Regions from separate parts of the Mus musculus genome. Here region 1 is linked to region 2. Evidence: chromatin contacts called from public promoter capture Hi-C data. All regions are on one chromosome and are shown on one strand. The core of a region is the stretch at or near the end of the contact, and the rest is flanking DNA. Distances in the headings are between cores, read along the strand shown. Region 1 holds the start of Il1bos (interleukin 1 beta, opposite strand). Region 2 holds the start of Fahd2a (fumarylacetoacetate hydrolase domain containing 2A).

Evidence for each region. Promoter capture Hi-C pulls out the DNA fragments that hold promoters and counts their contacts.
Region 1: a contact with region 2 is called in a promoter capture Hi-C map of hematopoietic stem and progenitor cells, with 3 times the contacts expected there. The contact joins the promoter of Il1bos here to the promoter of Fahd2a in region 2. A contact is called at or near these places in 3 of 39 promoter capture datasets (3T3-L1-derived adipocytes, hematopoietic stem and progenitor cells and liver).

The regions. Positions count from the first base shown.
Region 1 is chr2:129,367,048-129,372,810 of GRCm38.p6, reverse strand. It overlaps Il1bos (interleukin 1 beta, opposite strand), which reads right to left and starts at 2,909. Exons shown (of 3, transcript NR_015474.1): 1 at 2,890-2,909; 2 at 1-17. It overlaps Il1b (interleukin 1 beta), which reads left to right and starts at 1,672. Exons shown (of 7, transcript NM_008361.4): 1 at 1,672-1,743; 2 at 2,466-2,527; 3 at 3,060-3,108; 4 at 4,653-4,854; 5 at 5,401-5,571. The coding sequence starts at 2,481.
Region 2 is chr2:127,441,628-127,446,985 of GRCm38.p6, reverse strand. It overlaps Fahd2a (fumarylacetoacetate hydrolase domain containing 2A), which reads left to right and starts at 2,421. Exons shown (of 8, transcript NM_029629.2): 1 at 2,421-2,569; 2 at 4,862-5,112. The coding sequence starts at 4,868.

The DNA.
Region 1 (5,763 bases), core at 1,660-4,159, 1.9 Mb before region 2:
AGTTTGAAATGTGGACCCTGTGAAGGCAGAACAGAAAAATGAACCAGATGGCCCAGACAGGACCTCTGGATTGTCTGCAGAACTAGATAATACATCTTATAAGACCTTAGTGCTGAGAACTGACCATTGCTCACCAAACTCAAAAGCAACTGAGACCCTGAACCATCTTCAGATTTCAAATCAAACATATAGCTGGTCAAAGGCAGGATTCTTCTGTTTGCCTTCCTGAAATCGAGATGCTGTGAACCAAATTAGGCAAAAGAAGGCTGCCTAGTAAGTAAACCTTGTTTCATAGTAGAGCCTTGTCTATTCCTCCTTCCAATTCTGTCTGTCTATTTCCCTTCAGTGCTGCAGAATAAGCTCAGTAACCAAAACATACTAGGTACAAACTCATCTGAATGAACACATTGCCAAATTCCTACTCACCCGGGCTAGCTCCTACTGCCTGCATCCATCTGCCAGGCACTGTGGAGACCTGGCTCTAATGGAGTCCACAGACTCTCTGAGGGCTCAGCAAAGGAGTTAGGTTTCCACTGAGGATTCTACTATACTGTAGATGTGCCCAAGAGACTGTATGCAGCATTCATATGGCCTGGTTGCTCATTCCATCCAAGCAAGAAGAGCTCCCCTGGGTAGGCTCCCTGGGCTCTCTGAGTTAGCAGTCTAGTGATGCTTGATATGGCCAAGAGACTTGGTCTCCCCAGATCTTATAGAAACAAGAATTTTCCAAAACAATTTTTTAGGCAAAGACTATCTCTTCACTTTTTAAGATGGACTGTGCTCATGAACAGGCAGATGCCTCGTTCACCACCTTTGCACTGTGCAACTTAATTCAGGCTCATTCTGCTGATCACCTAGCACTGATATGGTTTCAACATGAGACTGGCTATGGTATTATAAGTACCCTGGCAGGGCAGGAAAGCAGGAGTGGGTGGGTGAGTGGGGGAGCATCCTCATAGAGGCAGGGGAGGGGGAGAGGATAGGGGGTTTCCGGAGGGGAGACCTGGAAAAGGGATAACATTTGAAATGTAAATAAAGAAAATATCCAATAAAAGAAAAAAATAAGCACCCTGGCATTATCAGACTGCATAGGCTTGCTTCCAGAGTTCCCTGACCCTATGATAAGTCTACACTGATACCTGCATACTGTGTGTGCCCTGACCCACACAAGGAAGTGCGTGTCTCTCCAGAAGCCCCTGCTAACACAGTTGATGGAGAGCACAGAAGCACCATCCAGTTACCAAACTCCAACTGCAAAGCTCCCTCAGCTTAAGCACAAGGAGGCGAGAGAGGTGACACACTTCTGGGTGTGCATCTACGTGCCTACCTTTGTTCCGCACATCCTGACTTAAAATGTACAGCTAACCCAGGAAAACCCAATATTTTTAATATTGACACCATCTGCACAATTGTCCAGGGGGAAATAATGCCCATTTCCACCACGATGACACACTTGCGAATGTGTCACTATCTGCCACCCCTTGACTTCCAGGGATTAGAAATTATTTCAGGGTAGCAATAGCCTCTTCCCCTAAGAATTCCCATCAAGCTTCTCCCCCCTCCCCCACCCTTCAGTTTTGTTGTGAAATCAGTTAACCCAAGGGAAAATTTCACAGCTCTTCACTTCTGCTTTTTAGGACTATAAAACAAGGGAGGGAAAACAAGTTGGACAACAAACCCTGCAGTGGTTCGAGGCCTAATAGGCTCATCTGGGATCCTCTCCAGCCAAGCTTCCTTGTGCAAGTAAGTCTCTCTCTCTCTCTGTCTCTCTCTCTCTCTGTCTCTCTCTATCTCTCTCTCTCTGTCTCTCTCTCTCTGTCTCTGTCTGTCTCTCTCTCTGTCTCTGTCTGTCTATCTCTCTCTCTCTCTGTCTGTCTCTGTCTCTCTCTGTCTGTCTCTCTCTGTCTCTCTGTCTCTCTCTCTGTCTCTCTCTGTCTCTCTCTCTCTCTCTCTTTCCCCCCCCCCCACTGATGGACTTTGGGCTTTTTATTTATAAAAAGTAGCTGTACCTCCATGGTTTGTGAAGTACTCTGGAAATGAGTACTGTCTGTATAGCCGCTGACATCTAAAAGGCAGCTCCTGTCTTGTAGGAAAGCTTCTTTATTAGGGTTTGGCTCTGCTGTTGCTTCCTTCCAGAGCATCTTCCTAATGCTGTTCCCCATGTTGTAGTGACCCCCCACACACCCTAAAATTATTTTCATTGCTACTTCATAACTATAATTTTGCTACTGTTATGAAGTGTAAATATCTGTGTTATCCAATGGTCTTAGGTGACCCCTGTGAAAGGGCCACTTGACTCCAAAAGGGCCACTGTTCTAGACCTATACAACGGCTCCTCCGTTCCTTCATTCCTCAGAGACCAGTTTAGCATGCCTGCCCTGAACTAGAGCTAAGAGAAACACATATGAAGGACGCCCCTCGGGGAGCTAACGCTGGATGCCCACCCACTTTCTTTCTTCACACAGGTGTCTGAAGCAGCTATGGCAACTGTTCCTGAACTCAACTGTGAAATGCCACCTTTTGACAGGTCAGTGGGTACTGGAGAGTGGTCACATATCCAGCACTCTGCTTTCAGGAATGGAGGGCTATCTACTTTCAGAGGCCAGAGAGTCCCCAACTCATCTCCTTCAGTGGCTATCAGAGTTCAAGCAACCTAGCTTAAAGACTGACCTCTTCACTCCCAAGCCCAACCTAGGGACTTAGGTGCTGTCACTACAGGGACTCCTACAGATGCAATGGTAAGAAAAACTTCCACATGGACAGGATAAGAGACTCTTTTGCAAAGTCTGGCTTGGAAGCAAAGGCAGAGAGCTCAGACTTTAGCTAACTCTGCTAGTCTAGAATTTAGGTGTCAGAAGTCAACAGAGAGCAACCAGAGCACCCACTTACCTGGCCCAGAATCTGCTTCTAGACTGTTACTTACGTAGCACTGTAGAACTTCCCAGAAGTCTTTGGGAAGCTTTAAGAGTCATGGTAGGTGTGGTTTTATGAACAATGGAAGTCTGTCTGCTCAGTATTGATAAGGAGCTATCACTTGACCACATCTGTTTTCATTACAGTGATGAGAATGACCTGTTCTTTGAAGTTGACGGACCCCAAAAGATGAAGGTGAGACTCTGAGCTTGGCTCCTAACCTGTGGAGGGACTGTGGCATGGGAAAAAAAAACCCAAACGGGAAGGGATATGGGACTGCCTTGCTCCCAGGCTATTTTGTGATGGGATTATTTTGCCTCTTTCAGTGACATAGATAAGGCAACCCACACACTGACCTGGCTCCCACACAGGTTTCATTTACCACAGCCACACACCAAGGCTTGCTGATGGCAATCATGGTGTTTTATGCTAAGAAGACAGTATGGTCTTCAACATACATTTAGTCCCCCCTTGAGAGAGATGGAGCTTAATCTGACCACTTAAATCGAACTCTGGATCTAGAGAGCATGACCTTCAGAATTAGCATCTCTTCCTTCTCTGCCAAAGAACAGTTTCGCATGTTCCTGGGGAGATTAAGATAATAAGAAATAAGTGATATAAACAAAAAGTTAGTTAGGATTTTTAAAAATAACCTGTGGCCTTAGACAAGACCTTTCATTGCTGTGTGATCATAGACAGTCCCCACTGTGTCCTTTGGGAAACACAGGTCAGAAGATCTCTGAAATGTTGGCGATCTGTCACAACCTTCCATTCTGAAGTGTTTTAAGTGCTGGCCAAGTCCATCCTAGCACAAGGGCACTTTCCAGACTTGCTCTCATGAAGAGCCATGTTGCATCCCAGCTGTCCCTTCCTATGATGACTGAGAACGCTCTAATGCCACATGGCGTCAGTCCAGCCACGTCACTGCCCCACTCAGGAGGCAGCTGTTTCTCTCAGACCTCTTCCCAATCCCTCAACAGTCTCCCCCAGCTACAGAATCTAGTCCTTAGCTTACATGAATGTATTTTAAGACCACTCTAACTAGTTAGTTCAGCCTTGGGTGACGCCTCTCACTTTCCCAGCCAGGCTCTGTCCCCCACTGCCTGCTCCAGAACATGGCTTTCCCTGGGAGCCTCTACTCTGGACAGAAACTTCTCTCCCAATCAACCTTTCCTTTACACTATTGAAATGATCTATCGCTGTCCTTCAAGCTTTGAAACTGTTATCATGCCTCAAGGCAACTGTGTTTAGGCCTTAATGTGGTGTTTCTCCAAAGAACAGAAAAGTGGTGACATATTTTACAAACAAAAGCTATGCTTATAGTGTCTGCTAAATATTCCTATGAGAAAAAGAATGTATGGGAAGCCATTGAGAGCCTGTTGGGTGATCTCCGTTGAATAGAAGACAACATGAACATACTGTCATGAGAAATTAAATAACATGATGTTTGAGCAGCAAGGATACCAAAAGATGAAACGTTTAAGTAGGTCTAATTATACAGTGAGGCAAGGTCTGTACAAGAAAGATAAAGTAGAAATGAGGTTTACTATAGAGAATGCCAGGAAGCCTGTGTCTGGTTGCCATGTACCCCTGGGTAGGCCAATTAAATTCTCTGGGCTCCACATAGACAGGGATTGTGGTTAAGAACTTATCTCCCGGGCCCTTGGTGTTCTCTGGGGTTGATGTAGGAGTCCTCTGGTCTGATGACTTGATGTGCTCACTGCCTGGTTTCTCCACAGGGCTGCTTCCAAACCTTTGACCTGGGCTGTCCTGATGAGAGCATCCAGCTTCAAATCTCGCAGCAGCACATCAACAAGAGCTTCAGGCAGGCAGTATCACTCATTGTGGCTGTGGAGAAGCTGTGGCAGCTACCTGTGTCTTTCCCGTGGACCTTCCAGGATGAGGACATGAGCACCTTCTTTTCCTTCATCTTTGAAGAAGGTACTTAATGAGGACTGAGAGCAGACAGCAGACCTTCGCTCTGGTCCTTCTCAGCCCACCTCTTAGAACTCAACGCCCCTCAAGTGCAAGACCCTTAGTGCTAGACATTCCAACCATTAGAAGAAAATGAGGAAACCTCCAAACAAATCAGTTCTATCTTGAGCTGATTAACTTATAAAAAGGCTTTAATGATGCTTACACTTGCAACTCAACCATTGACTTGCCAAGTACTTTGGCTTATACTAGAGGTTGTGAATCTCACAATTTCCCAGTTAAGCTGGTCTTATTACTGGCATCGTTTCATGCAAGGACCACTACTGCTAGTCCCTAGTGAATGGTTATAACACTGCAGCTTATCTCACGATGCCAAATCCAATGTTCTTGCCCAGCCCACTCCCAGTGTTTTTATACCCCCACTAAAATTAGAATAGAATCTTGACTGCACATGCTTAGGTGTTGCTCAATAAGCCAAATTCTGCTGCTTCACTTCACAGTGCTTGCATTTCTAATTATCTGCCTAAACAACATCTGCTCTTGAACTTTCAGAGCCCATCCTCTGTGACTCATGGGATGATGATGATAACCTGCTGGTGTGTGACGTTCCCATTAGACAACTGCACTACAGGCTCCGAGATGAACAACAAAAAAGCCTCGTGCTGTCGGACCCATATGAGCTGAAAGCTCTCCACCTCAATGGACAGAATATCAACCAACAAGGTAAGTAGGAGCATCTTGGTTTCCCTTTCTGGCCTCCTGGCAGCCTACTGGGTCCCTGTGTTTTAAAATGGAACACTATGGTCATTATACAAAAAAAGAAAAGGAAAAAGAAAGGGAAAGGAAAGAAGGAAGGAAGGAGAGAGAGACAGAGACAGAGACAGAGACAGAACGAAAAAGGACCATTTTTCCAGC
Region 2 (5,358 bases), core at 1,172-3,671:
GTCGCTGAAAAGACAAAAACTTCTGGGCATGTTTGTCAGGAATTATCAAGATCAAGTTTAGTTAAACCCACTCTAACTTTGGGTGATGCCATGCTGTGGCCTAAGGCCCTGGGCTGCAGAAAAACAAAGAAAGATGAGCACCAGCATTCATCTCTTCGCTTCTTGATTGCTACCATGGTATAGCCAGCTTTCTCTGGTGTCTGTCACCACTCTTCCCTGCATGGTGATCTATTTGGATCAAATTGTGATCCAAAATGTCCCTCTTCTTCCTTAAGTTTTATGCCAGCTGTTTTGTTACAGCAGCAAGAAAAGTATGTGGGGAATTCAAGGAGCCAGCCCCTCCTATTCTCTCTCTACAAGTTTTTATAATTTTTATGTGTATGAGTGTTTTGTCTGCATGCATGTCTGTTTACTACATGCATGCTCAGTACCTATATGGGCCAGAGAGGGTGTCAGATATCTCAGAACTAGAGTTACAGCTCGTTGTGAGGCACCATGTAGGTCCTGAAACTCAAACCAGGTCTTCTGAAAGAGCAGCAGGTGCTCTCAACCACTGAGCCATCTCTCCAGCCCACCTCCTCTCTTTCTGCCAGCCGTCCATGCCACCATCAACAGTACACATGAATGTCCTGGCTGAACTCTCAAGACAATCAACAACACTGAAGAAAGAAGCAGATGTCAGTCCCTTATTGGCATGCTCTGAAGTTATTGTCCAGTTTCTAACTGTGAGGATGAAGCCTGATTTTACCTGAGAATTTGTAATCGTTGATATCAGAGCTAGGAAGAATGTTGTCAACCCCACAAGCAGGCTAAGCAACCATGGAGTGATGAGTCCCAGGTTTGATGTGCAGCTCCAAGACCTAGAGCATAGCAAAATCGCCTGCTCCTGTCACATCGGTTTGGTTTCATTGTGCTGTCAACCTCAGCTGACATCATGAACTATGAAGAAGAAAAACAAAATCACACAGGAAGGAAAGCCCTGGTCTTTTTCTAGGATTGAAAACATTGGTGTTAAAAGAAAAAAGAAGTCAGGTGTGGTGGTGCATGCCTTTAATCCCAGCACTCAGGAGGCAGAGGCAGGCGGATTTCTGAGTTCGAGGCCAGCCTGGTCTACAGAGTGAGTTCCAGGACAGCCAGGGCTACACAGAGAAACCCTGTCTCAAAAAACCAAAACCAAAAAAAAAAAAAAAAAAAAAAAAAAAAAAAAAAAAGCCTCACTGGGAAAAAATAAGAGGAATCTAATAAAAGCCTGTGCTTCTTCCTGGGGCAATGGAAGCCTCGGATGCTCTGTCTGGACCTTGATTCACTTAGGAGGCTCCTTCTCAGAGTCCCCTTTACATTTTCATAGGCCAGAGGACTCGGGGTGTGGTTGTAGAGGATGTTTCCACCCGAATGCCTGCTGCCTGGACTTGCCCATCACCCCACACACACCCTTTTCCCCCTAAAATAAGGTTCGTGAAGAACAGGGTGCTGCTACAAGTAGGTGAAGTTGGTGAGCCCTGACAAGCCTAAAAAGTAGACAGGCCACCATCTGTCTTCACTGTGTGCATTAAAGAAAAAATGGTGAAAAGCTGGCTACGACTTTGCCAATGTGGTCACACTGGAAAGAAAAGAGAAAAGACAAGAAAGGAAAGGGGAAAAGGTTCAGTGACTCCCCAAAGTCCATCTTTGGAGTCCCGACATGAGGTTCAGATTCTCAAATAGAAAGCAAGTGGTGTACATAACTAAGCAGTCTTGGTCAAGGTGTGGTCTTGCCGGTTATTGATCCACCATTATCTCAGTTCCAGTCTATCCCACAAGATAGTCTGACCAGTTGCCAAATCTGTGATATAGCTTACTGGGTGACAAAACTCCTCCTCTAGCTGGCACACACAAGCTTCAGTCTTTTCTTTCCCCCAGCACACAAGATTCATGGGGGAAAGCCCAGTAGCTGAAGGAAGGACACAAGTGTCTTTTGCCTTCAGAATCGCTTCATACCTGCCAAGACAACTAAATAAGTGGTTGGACGAGCCCTTACTGGCTCAGGAGCCATCATGGGCAAAATCACTCCTAGCCTTTATGTTTTCTCCACGAATACAACACATATAGACATCCCTGTCCTTGGTGGGTCAACATTAGAGCACAAAACTACTTGTTACTGTCTACCAGAGTGCTTCCTGGACAACTATGAGTAGGTGCCTGGCCCAGAAGCAGCGCCTGGCCAGAATTAGAAGCTCAAAGGTCGGATGCGCTCTCTCCGAGCCTGGGTATCCCAGGGTCACCCTGGAGCCAGCCACGGTCTCCCCAAATGCACACACTAGGCACCTGCTGGAAGTTCTGTGGCTAAAAGAAGTACCTAACAGCAGGAGGGCGGACTTCCGGGAGGAAGCAGGTGTCCTCCTGGTGGCGACAGCTTCGTGACGTCACCATATCGCGACTGCGAAGGGGCGGTCCCTATATTCCTTGGAGAAGAGTTAAGTGCTTGCAGCGGTACTGGCTGTGGCTTCTCCGCCCTCCCCTCTTGTCCTGCGGCTCCGCAGGCGTCCGCTGACAGCGCAGGAAGCCGGACAAGTCCGGCTGCAACGACCAGGTAAACTGAGGCTAGGCCAACTCAGAGGGAGTTGAACCGGACGTTGGGAGCCGAGTGGCTGACCTCGGTTCCCAGATCAGCAGGGTCACACGCACGGCGCAGCGCCTCAAGCTGCCCATTGCTGTGCTGTTTGCTAAGGGACCTTTGTGCTGCGAGTCATAGTGATTCGAGAGAATGAAATAACCTGTGAGCGCCCGTCACAGATTCATCATCAGCGGGGCTTAGAGTTATCAGAGAGCAGGTGTTCTGCCTTACCTCCACGGCCATGACCATGGGCTGGTAGCAGTTAGGACCTGAGAGGAGTAGGCAGGATTGAAACTAGATTATCTTGCTTGAGAAGTATCTTGCTTTTGAATTAAGAACTTCAATGTCATCTAGACATGGATTCAAATGCCAATTTTCTTTTAGCTGTAAGACCCTTGAACCTTAGGCAAACCAAACCCCTCTTACCCTATCCAAGCCTTGGCTTGTTCATCTGTAAAACTGGACCAGCAGCACCTGCCAAGCCACCGTCAAGAGAATTATAGTAGACCTCACAAGTGAGACACTTGGCTTTCCCTGGGACAGTACTGTTTTAGTGTATGGTGTGACTGGTCACATATGCTGGACCAGCCTTTGGACTGTGGCATGGCGGTACTTGTGTAAAACGACAGAGCAGGAGATGGAAAGCCTTTGGTTTTCTGGCCAGACTTGCAAGCTGGCACTCTGGTGATCCTGAACAGGGTAGGTTGGCTCAACCAGGTGAGGACCAAGAGCCCTGAACTGACGGAGCTACGTCTAGCAGTCTCTCTCATTTTTAGTATAAAGACGTGTGTGTGTGTGTGTGTGTGTGTGTGTGCGTGTGCGTGTGCGCGTACGCGTACTTTAGTCTTTGAGACAGAGTTTTTCATTGGCCTGAAACTCAACAATTAGGCTAGACTGGCTGGCTAGCAAGCCCCAGGAATCTACCTGTCTCCACCTATCCGGCACTGGGATTACAAGCATAGACCACTGTGTACAAACTTTTTTATGTGGGTTCTGGGGATTTAACTGATCTTCAGGCTTTCAGTGGAAACATTTTACCAGCCATGCTGTCTTCCTAGCCCCACACTGGTTTTAAAAGAAAGCTATCCAGAAGGGAGAGGACTCTGACAGGGAATGAAGACCAGACCTAGATTAAGACAAAGAAAGGGAATGAGTGAGGATATAGAGTGCAGATTATCTGGGGAATAGCTCAAGCTAGCATGTGCCTTCCAGGCCGGCACCTGTACCATTAAAAACAAAGGCAGCACGATAATGAAGCTTAACTTTGGGTGGAGCCTGGAACTCATAGCAGGCCCTGAACCTTTTCAATGGTATCCAAGAGGTCTGGATCTGAAGAAGGAAGACATGGGCCACGTCCCAAAGTTGATCATCACTAGGCTTTTCCAAGAAGTGAAAAGTCAAGTCCCTTGCACCTTCCATCTGTTCAGTGGACAGAGGCAGTGCAAGCCTGTGTTCCATACACAGCAGCAACAGTGTAGGCTCAGTAGTTAAAGAGACAGACATTGCTACTGAACCCAGGGAGATAGCTAAGCAATGTGTGAAGCCAAGTATCTGGGCTCTTGGTGCCCTGAGTCTCCCTGTTCACCAGCAGCAGAAACTGGTACCTACTAGAGGTGATGGAGGGTAGCTCCTAAGCCAAGCTGGCTGGGGTTCTAGCTTGAGCATGTGAGCAGAAGAAAGTGTTTAACTCAAAAGGCAACAGGACCAAGTATTTTTAAAAGTTGCATGAGGTAGCTGGGAAGCCATTTCTAGCAATAGCCATTTGCCTAACTTGGGGCTGAGTCCTAGTCCTGCACACCTTAGCCTTCCCCAGTGAAGGGGGACATCCTCTAAAAGCTAGAGGTAGCGGCCTGGCCATCTTCATAACATCATCTCAACATCTGAGGCCTGTGTACATCAGTCGCTCATATCTGTTACCCCACATGCAAGACGGCAGGTCCGAGTTAGCCTGCTGTGTTTCCCACTTGCCTGCAGTGGTGGGAACTTTCAGGAAACACTGGTTGAGGCAAGGCTGGGATCCCCGGAGCTAGCTTAAAGCCTGGCCTAGTCATCTGTACTCTGGCTTTTTGAAGTATGACAGGGTGAAATGACCTGTGCGAGCACTTCCCAAGTGGCATGCTGGGACTGCTTGCTGGGGCAAAGGAGCGAAGGGATCTTCATGACGGTTTATAGTCTTCTGTCTCCTGTGGCTGCTTCTTTCCTTCATGAAGGGATCTTCATGACAGTTCTATAGTCCTCTGTCTCCTGTGGCTGCTTCTCTCCTTTTAGGCTTTGATGCTGGGCTTTGGGAGGAGGAGGCTGTTCTCAGCTCTGCTGCAGGTTCAGAAGAGGCCCTGTCAACCCTCCAGAAACATGAGACTGGTACAGTTCCAGGCACCTCACCTGGAAGAGCCTCACCTGGGTCTGGAGTCAGGGGTTGGTGGGGGAGTTGTAGACTTAAATGCTTTTGACTCAACACTCCCTAAGACAATGGTGCAGTTCCTGGAGCAAGGAGAGACCACCCTTTCAGTGGCAAGAAGGTAAGTAAGCAGGCAGTCTTGCCCTAGTTCCTCCCTCCTCCCATCCCCTTCTCCTGCCCCGAGAATCAGAACCAGAAGGTAGCTAGCTCCCCTGCAAAGGAGCAGGGGATCCCACTGTCTGTCTTTCATTTGTCCTTTTAGTAAAGAGCTAATAGAAATATAAATCTTTGCATTTTTGAGACAGGGTCTTGCTCTGTAGCCCAGGCGGGCTTTGAACTGGAGAGCTTTCTGCCTTAACCCCTTGAA